Regions from separate parts of the Sus scrofa genome. Here region 1 is linked to region 2. The links are chromatin contacts, called in public Hi-C maps. All regions are on one chromosome and are shown on one strand. Each heading gives the region's core, a stretch centred on a gene start, on an enhancer-like site or on the middle of the called end of the contact. The rest is flanking DNA. Distances are from core to core; before and after follow the strand shown. Region 1 holds the start of RAB4A (ras-related protein Rab-4A). Region 2 has its middle 110 kb from the start of PGBD5.

Region 1 (4,021 bases), core at 488-2,987, 580 kb after region 2:
CTGGCGTCACCACAGTGGCTCAAGCCGCTGTTGTGGCACAGTTCAATCCCTGGCCTGAGATCTTCCACATATCTCAGGTGCAGCCAAAAAAAAAAACAAAAAAACAAAAAAAGAAAAAACATAACCAAAATTTCAACACTTGCTGGAGAAGTGATGTCCTTTATGGAATCTGACTGTGGCTCTCTACAGAGAGAGGCAGACCTTGTGCATGTGAAGTGTGGTAGCATCAGACTCTGACAATACTGATCCTACAACCAGGGATGCCCAGTGGGACTTCCTAAGCCTTCCAGGAACAGATTCCTGCTCTCAGTGTTACTGAGAACAAGGCCAGCCCCAGATGCACTCCTTTTACAGGGACTCTGCAGCCCTTGGGGGCTGGGCCTGTGGGGACAGGTTAAGGCTGTCCTGGCCGTGCTGGTCAGGTCAGGTTTCTTTCTCACATAGCTTTAGAGACCACATTCCTTCAGAACTCCCACCTGGGTTCTTAACCCATCTTTAGTGTCACAACCAGATTAACACTGTACCCCCTACTGGGCTGTGAGTTCCCTGAGACCAGAGAAGTGCCTGTGGTGAGTTCTGCAGTGCTGAGGCACCACGCCATAAAACCAGTCCACATCTATCTGTTGATGGGAAGGAGCAGTAGGCCAGGACAAATGGAGGCAACAGGACTGATCTGACTAGAGGTAACTGAACTTGTGCATCTCCAGGGACTGTAAAACCCAAATCAGTCTTTACCTGAGAATGCATGCTTCTGAAAGAGAGATCCCAGACTAGCAAACACCTCTGCAGCCCTGACACAGAGCAGGGGTATACTACATTGTTTATTTTTACCACATAGGATTAAAACAAAAACAAAACATAATCGATGAATTGGAAAGGCTTTCTTTCACTCAAAAAACCTCTGTTGGGCGCCTCCAGGTTTGGGTGCTACCGAGGAAGCAAAGATTAAGCAGACAGGGCTCTGCTTCAGAGGTGTTTGTAAGTAGCCATAACGCAACCTGAAAGGTCCCAAGAGGAAGAAATGGATGAAGTCGCCTATCGACAAGCCCTTCTTGTAATCCCACTGCAAAGAAAGGAATTCCAAGACAGGAATGGTCAGACTGCAATAGTTGAGGAAGGAACACACTCAATTGAAGGCGTCGCCCTAAGTCCTTCACAACTCTAGCTGGGAACAATACCGCATATGAAACCGAATCTCGAACTGGCTTCCCAAACCCTAAGCTGTTGATGTTGAGTAAAAAAGGAAAACCCTACCGGCGTGAACGCGGAGGAGAAGCAAAAGGACACTCGGAGAAACAGATCACGTAGATGCGCGACCCACCGCCCGACCCACGCCCCCGACACTCGGATCCGCATCCCCGCGGCCTCCGCCCCGCCGCCCCCCGCCCCTTACCGTAGGTCTCGGACATGGCCGTCTGCGACATCTTGGGAGCGGCACCGCCTCTCGCCGGGTCACCGGCTGCAGCTCTGGCGGGGCCGGGGCCAGGAGGCCGGGGTCGCCCGCCGCGCCTCGGTGGGGGACGGCGAAGGGCAGGGCACTGGAGGAGGGAGGGGCCCGCGGTCCCCACGGCAACTGCCGGCCACCCCGCGGATGCGGCCCTGCCGGACTGCCGGCTCCGCGCAGGCGCACGGCCCCAGCTCCCCCGCCGGCCTGGACGCGGGGGAGGAGGAGGAGGAGGAGAGGGGGCGCGGGGCCCGGCCCCCAGCCCGCGGTCGCGCGTGCGCGCGGGGAGGCCGGGGCGGGCCTAGGGGCGCAGAGAAGCTGGGGCCGGTGCGGGCGTGGGTGGTAACGGGCGCGGGCGGGGCGGGGCGTGTGCGCGCAGAGACCGGACGCGCGGAGGGGCGTGGCCGGCCCAGTCCAGGTCGCAGGGGCGCGCAGGAGCTGGGAAGGGCGCGTCGGGGCAGGCGGTCAGCCGGCCCCGGTGATTGGGACTGGGACTGTAGGGTCCCAGCGGGCAGAGAAAGCCATTACCTGCCCTGGGGAGAAAGACAGTCTTGCCAGGTTGGCCGCCACCTCAGTAGAGACTTCTTCGTGGTTACCTGGCGTGCTCTGCCAGATAGAGACTTCCTCTAAGCGGTAGTGACCTGTCGGGGACGTGGTGAATGTGTAACCAGGAGTCCGCAACCCCAGGAGTCCGCAACCCCAGGAGTCCGACTGGAGGCCAACCCTAGGTGCGGGGAGGCGGGCTTACCGCGGGGGAGCTGAGCTCCGCTCAGAACCTGCCAGGCGCTCTTGGGGGGCCGAGCTGCTGTCGGCGGGACCGTCAGAAGCTCAGATGTGCGGGCTCTGAGGAAGCCCCAGAGGACTAGATATTGGCCCCACTGCTCGGCATTCAGGGGACTGAGGCCCCTGGACCGGAAGCCCCTCTTGGCGGGTGTTTGTCTAAGGGTAGGAGTCGCTGGTTGAACATTTTGATTTAAGGAGCACAGCTGAATTCAGAATCCCTTTCTGTGGGAAAAGTAGCCATAAACCAAAAAGTTGACTGGGAAGAGGACTTTGGTTGGGATTTTGCTCCATTGGAGCATGATCAGAGCCACATGGCATCTCATAAGACCCAATCCTATTCAGGAGTTCCCGTTGTGGCTGACCAGTAATGAATCCGACTAGTATCCATGAGGACGTGGGTTCAATCCCTGGCCTTGTTCAGTGGGTTAAAGATTGGGAGTTGCTTTGGGCTGTGGTGTAGGTCTCGGAGGCCTCTGGGATCTTGCATTGCTGCGGTGTGGAAGGCCAGCAGCTACAGCTCTGATTTACCCCAGCCTAGGAATTTCCATATGCTATGGGTGTGGCCCTAAAGAGACAAAGAAAAAGAAGACCCAAGCTTATTCAAAAGACCCAGTAGAATCCTAAAAACACGCCCTGGCTAAGCTCCCAAGTGGCTTGGCTGTGGGGGGAGTACCAGGAAATACATTTTTTTCAAGTCCATTTGGCTCTGTCCTCTAAATTGGCATCAGGCCTTCCATTCCCTGAGCCCTTTCGCCTCCTCCCCAATGACTCTCTGGCTCTGCATCACTGATTCTAATAGAAATAGATATCCTTGCTTCTAAATCGCAGAGAAGGCCACCTGCTGAAACATGGGGAGGACCGTAATACCCTAGAATTATTCTGCATGTGTCCCTTGTTCAGTGGCTTGGACACTGTTGCTTTCTTATTTGGCTTTTCCACAGGTCAGGTTTGATTTTCATTCCTGAGTGTATCAGACAGACACTGATTAGAACTATGTCAGAGGAAAGATGGTGATCCCATTCTTTACATTGAAGTTTTCTTCCTGTTGGGAACTTCTGTGGATAATAAGAAAGGAACCACTAGATTATTGACTGAAACTGGACCATGTGATGTGCGAAACCTGAGCAGGGTGATAGAAATAAAAATTAAGCAACGATTTCAAAGCTGAGAGCAGTTTTCCTTTCTGTAGAAAACGAATACTTAGGCCTTTGGGAAAAACTATTTGTTTTGCGAAAACCACCCAAAGAAGCCATTTTTGTGTTAGTTTGCAAATATAAAGCCAAATATCACAAGTTAGAAAGGGAAGTACTCAAGAACTGAGGTTTGAAGGAGACAAACTTCCTTGAATAATAATGTGAAAGTTGATTTGCATCTCAGTAACTTTGAATCTTTGAGAGATGATACATTTCTCCTAGATATTCTTAGAGACAGCTTTGGTTCTGAGGTACTGTTGATTATGTAGAAGGAAAACTTATTGCAAAATTAATTTGTGTTTTCTCCAATTATTTTCTCTTTTCTCTTCAGGAGAAGTTTCTAAAAGCCTAGGTGCATTGGAGATTCATCTAAGGGAAATGAAAGGAGAAGGATTTCTTCCAAAATAGGTCCTGCCCACACCTCCTCAGGTCAGTGGCACCTAAAAACACCTGGTACTTTCCTTTTTGTTCCTGGGCAGTGCCTCCCATTTAGTGATAAATTAGGATCCTCAGGGGCTGCCAGCCTCACAAGGAGTCCTGTTCCCCAGGACTGGCAGAGGACCATATGGGTGGGGACAGTGGCATCACTGGAGGGACCAGT
Region 2 (4,046 bases), core at 1,411-3,910:
AACCTCATAGTTCCTAGTCGGATTCATTAACCACTGTGCCATGACGGGAACTCCCCAGAATGCGTTTTGACATAAATCGCAGCAATATCTTTTCAGATCTGCCTCCTAGAGTAATGAAAATAAAAATAAACAAATGTTTATGCACAGCAAAGGAAACCATCAAAGTAAAAAGAAGACAACCTAGAGAATAGGAGAAAATATTCTAAACGATGCAACCCATAAATTATTAATCTTCAAAACATACAAACACCTCATGCAGCTCAATACCAAAAAAAAAAAAAAAAATCAAAAAACTATCAGAAGGAATTCCCATCATGGCACAGTGGTTAACGAATCTGACTAGGAACCATGAGGTTGCGGGTTCAATCCCTGGCCTTGCTCAGTGGGTTAAGGATCTGGTGTTGCCGTAAGCTATGCTGTAGGTCACAGACGCAGCTCGGATCCCATGTTGCTGTGGCTCTGGTGTAGGCTGGCAGCTACAGCTCCGATTGGACCCCTAGCCTGGGAACCTCCATATGCCACGGGAGCAGCCCTAGAAAAGACAAAAAGTCAAGAAAAAAAAAAAAAAGATCAGATATAAACAGTCATTTCTCAAAAGAAAACAGACAGATGGCCAAAAAGCACAGGAAAAGATCCCCAACATCACTAATTATTGGAGAAATGCAAATCAAAACTACAGTGAGGTCTCACTGCGCTCCATTCAGAATGGTCACCATCAAAAAAGTCTACAAACAATAAATGCTGGAGAGAGTGGGGAGAAAAGGGAGCCCTCCTACACTGTTGGTGGGACTGTAGCTTGTACAAACACTATGAAGAACAGCACAGAGATTCCTCAAAAAACTAAAATTAGATATACCATATGATTCTGTAATCCCACTCCTGGGCATATATCCAGAGAAAACCGTGACTCAAAAAGATGCATGTACCCCAGTGTTCACTGCACCACTATTCACAATAGCGAAGACATGGAAACAGCCTAAATTTCCATCAACAGGAATGGAAAAAGATGTGGTACATCATACCCAATACAGCCACCCAAAAGAATGAAGTCATGCCATTTGCAGCAACGTGGATGGATCTAGAGATGATCACACCAAGTGAAGTAAGTCAGGCAGAGAAAGACAAATACCATGAGATCACTAAAATGTGGATTCAATTTTTAAAATGATACAAAGGAACTGTTACAAAACAGTAACAGACTCGTGGATTTTGAAATCAAACTTACGGTTACCAAAGGGGAAACACTGGGAGTGGGGAGGGATATTTGAGGAGGTTGAGATGAACGTGTACACACTACTATACATAAGACGGATCATCAACAACGACTTACCATATAGCACAGGGAACTGTACTTGAGATTCACTAATAACCTATATGGGAAAAGAATCTGAAAAAGAATGAATACGTGTAACTGAATCACTTTGCTGTACACCTGAAACTAACACAATGTTGTAAATCAAGTATACTCCAATATAAAATCCATAATCCAAGAAAAAAAATTTTAAGGAGAAGGCAAAAAATATACATGTTGAAGTTTGTGCTCAAAGGGGAGACGGTCCATCTGGAAGGAGGCACCTTCTTCTGAGGGAGCCAGGCAACTGGACGTGGGGTCTGCCTGAAGCATCCCGGCTGGGGCCAATGGCTGACCCCTTCTTCCTGTTCTCCCTGCCCTCTTCATCCCAGAAACTGTGGAAAGGTGGGGTGAGAATTTTCCTCCCTTACCAGGCTGCTGCAGCCCCTAGCAAAACCCTGACCCTGGACAGCCTGCATCAAGCCAGGTGACAGCAGCGGCTTTTTATCCACAGTCACCATCCACCAACCCAGGAGGTCTAGAGACCACAAGTAAGCAAACCCCCAAATCGAGACCCAAGCCCAGCCAGATAGGTGTATTCATGAAAATAACAAAGTAGAATATTTAAAAACCAGAGGAGGAGTTCCCATTGTGGCTCAGCGGTTAACGAATCTGACTAGGAACTATGAGGTTGTGGGTTCGATCCCTGGCCTTGCTCAGTAAGTTAAGGATCCAGCATTGCCGTTGCAAATGCAGCTAGGATCCCGAATTGCTGTGGCTCTGGCGTAGGCTGGAGGCTATAGCTCCGATTGGACCCCTAGCCTGGGAACCTCCATATGCCGAAGGTGCAGTGCTAAAAAAGATAAAAAGACAAAAACAAACAAAAAAACCAGAGGAGAGTTTCATCATGGCTCAGTGGTAACGAACCTGACTAGGAACCATGAGGTTGCGGGCTTGATCCCTGGCCTCGCTTAGTGGGTTAAGGATCTGGCGTTGCTGTGAACTGTGGTGTCGGACACAGAGGCAGCTCGAATCCCATGCTGCTGAGGCTGTGGTGTAGTCAGGCAGCTGAGCTCCGATTTGACCCCTAGCCTGAGAACTTCCATATGCCACAGGTGTGACCCTAAAAAGCAAAAGCAAAAAACCCAGAGGGATTGTTGTCCTATTGCAGACTGTACAAAGGTTGGGAAGGTATAGGTATCTCTTTCCAAGAATGTTATAGTGAAAAAAGAATTAGCAACCTGGTCTTACCTTTGTTCAGTTATCTTCCAAACCAAGTCTTTGGTCTATCATCCGTTCCATCATCTCTCCTTCCCAGAAACCTGTCCACCTCCCTTGCAACTCATACATGCGCCCAGCAGATGGCAGCAGAGGACACCTTATGTGCCTCTTAAGGGCACAGAATAAGGCCTTCATGCAACAGCTGTGCTGAGTCAGGGGTCAGGCGGTGTTCTTGGCACTGTGGGTGCAGCAGAAAAAAAAAGGATCTCTTTTGACCCCCAGCGGGGAGAGAGAACAAGCAAGTCATCAGACCGTGATACTGTGACGTCTTGGGGGCAGGAATAGGAAAGGAACTCAGTGCTGAATTTGACATTCATTCCTCCTGAAATGTGTGCTGGGTGCTTACTGGACCCAGGCCCTTGTAGGGACAGGTGACAAAGTCCCCTCCCCTCCTGAAGCTTGCATTCTAGCAGGGGGAGAGGACACAGTAAACCAAAAAATGCTCATATAGTATTTGTAAAGACAGCAAGTTCTACAGAGTAAATGAAAGGCCAGGTTTGGGGGGTGCTGGGGTCGGGAGGCAACAGATGGTCAGCTAGGCTCAAGGGCCAGGTTGAAGCAAGTCCCAAAGAGAGAGATGGCCCAGCAGCTCCAGGGCCCCATCCAGCCCTGTCCTTTGCCTGGCTGTGCCAGGGTTACATGGGGTACTGGTCCCACCCAGGCTGAGGTTGGGGCTGCTAGTCTAGAGCAGCAGTGCCTGGTGCCCTTGGGGAAGAGCAGCGGCCACAGGGCTGGACAGGCTGTGGTGGGTAAGATGGGGGCCCCGGGGACTGGAGGCCAGTCCAGCAGGACAAGGACAGCTCACTTTAGAAAACTGAGGGTGTTTGCAGAAACTAGCAGAGCGTGGGCTTGAGGGAGGAGGGGAGGACATGGTTACTGGATGTGGGCAAAAGAGGGCGAGAGGAAAGAGGCGGGGGAAGAGCTAGGGAGGATACAGCCACCTTTTACACAGAGAAGTTTGGGGGCTTCCTCCTCCGACAAGGGCTGTGAGCCAGTCATGGCCTGAACCTAGGAGCCCGCTCCTCAAAGTGTGGCCTCTGGTTACTGGGGAGCTTGTAGGAAATACAGATTCTCACCATATCCGTAATTTGGGGGGTGGTGCTGGGGATCCGTCTCAAGGAGCCTCCAGGAGGATGGAGATGCGGGTCCAGTTCACAACCCGGCGTCCATTCTCCTGAAACGACGATGTTCGGCTGCGGGTCTCGGGCTGGTGCAGGCACCTATTTGTTCTCTTGTTTTTCAACTCCCAAAGGAACTGCAATCCACAGCAAGGTTTGAGAATTACATGTCATACAAAGGGCAGGATTTTGAAGTCTGAGAACTGGGTTCAAATACTGTTCTGCTGACCACTTGATACCAACTTTTTGATGGCGCGCTTTGTTCATCTGCTGAAGAGGTGCAAGTGAGGATGGAGGGAAATTCGCTGCAAGGCTGCTTGCCTGGTTTCTGGCCAACCAGTCTCTCTTTGAACATT

Evidence for each region. Hi-C and Micro-C count contacts between places; a contact is called where the count stands out from the background.
Region 1: a contact with region 2 is called in a Hi-C map of omental adipose tissue, with 2.1 times the contacts expected there. The contact joins the promoter of RAB4A here to the enhancer-like site in region 2. A contact is called at or near these places in 1 of 5 promoter capture datasets (liver), 14 of 47 Hi-C or Micro-C datasets (alveolar macrophages, embryonic fibroblasts, fetal skeletal muscle and 8 more) and 1 of 2 datasets of contacts at active chromatin or transcription factors (alveolar macrophages).

The regions. Positions count from the first base shown.
Region 1 is chr14:60,526,812-60,530,832 of Sscrofa11.1, forward strand. RAB4A (ras-related protein Rab-4A) reads right to left here and starts at 1,738. Exons shown (of 8, transcript XM_001925483.7): 1 at 1,394-1,738. The coding sequence starts at 1,424. LOC102163174 (a long non-coding RNA gene) reads left to right here and starts at 1,818. Exons shown (of 4, transcript XR_002338974.1): 1 at 1,818-2,172; 2 at 3,752-3,849.
Region 2 is chr14:59,950,086-59,954,131 of Sscrofa11.1, forward strand. No RefSeq gene overlaps it. Among named protein-coding and RNA genes, the nearest start is that of PGBD5, 110 kb to the left of the region's middle. Within about 2 kb of position 2,661, at least 19 of the 83 cell types and tissues checked have an H3K27ac peak or open chromatin away from gene starts, as enhancers often do. A contact at or near this core is called in alveolar macrophages, embryonic fibroblasts, mesenteric adipose tissue and 3 more, where this site is marked.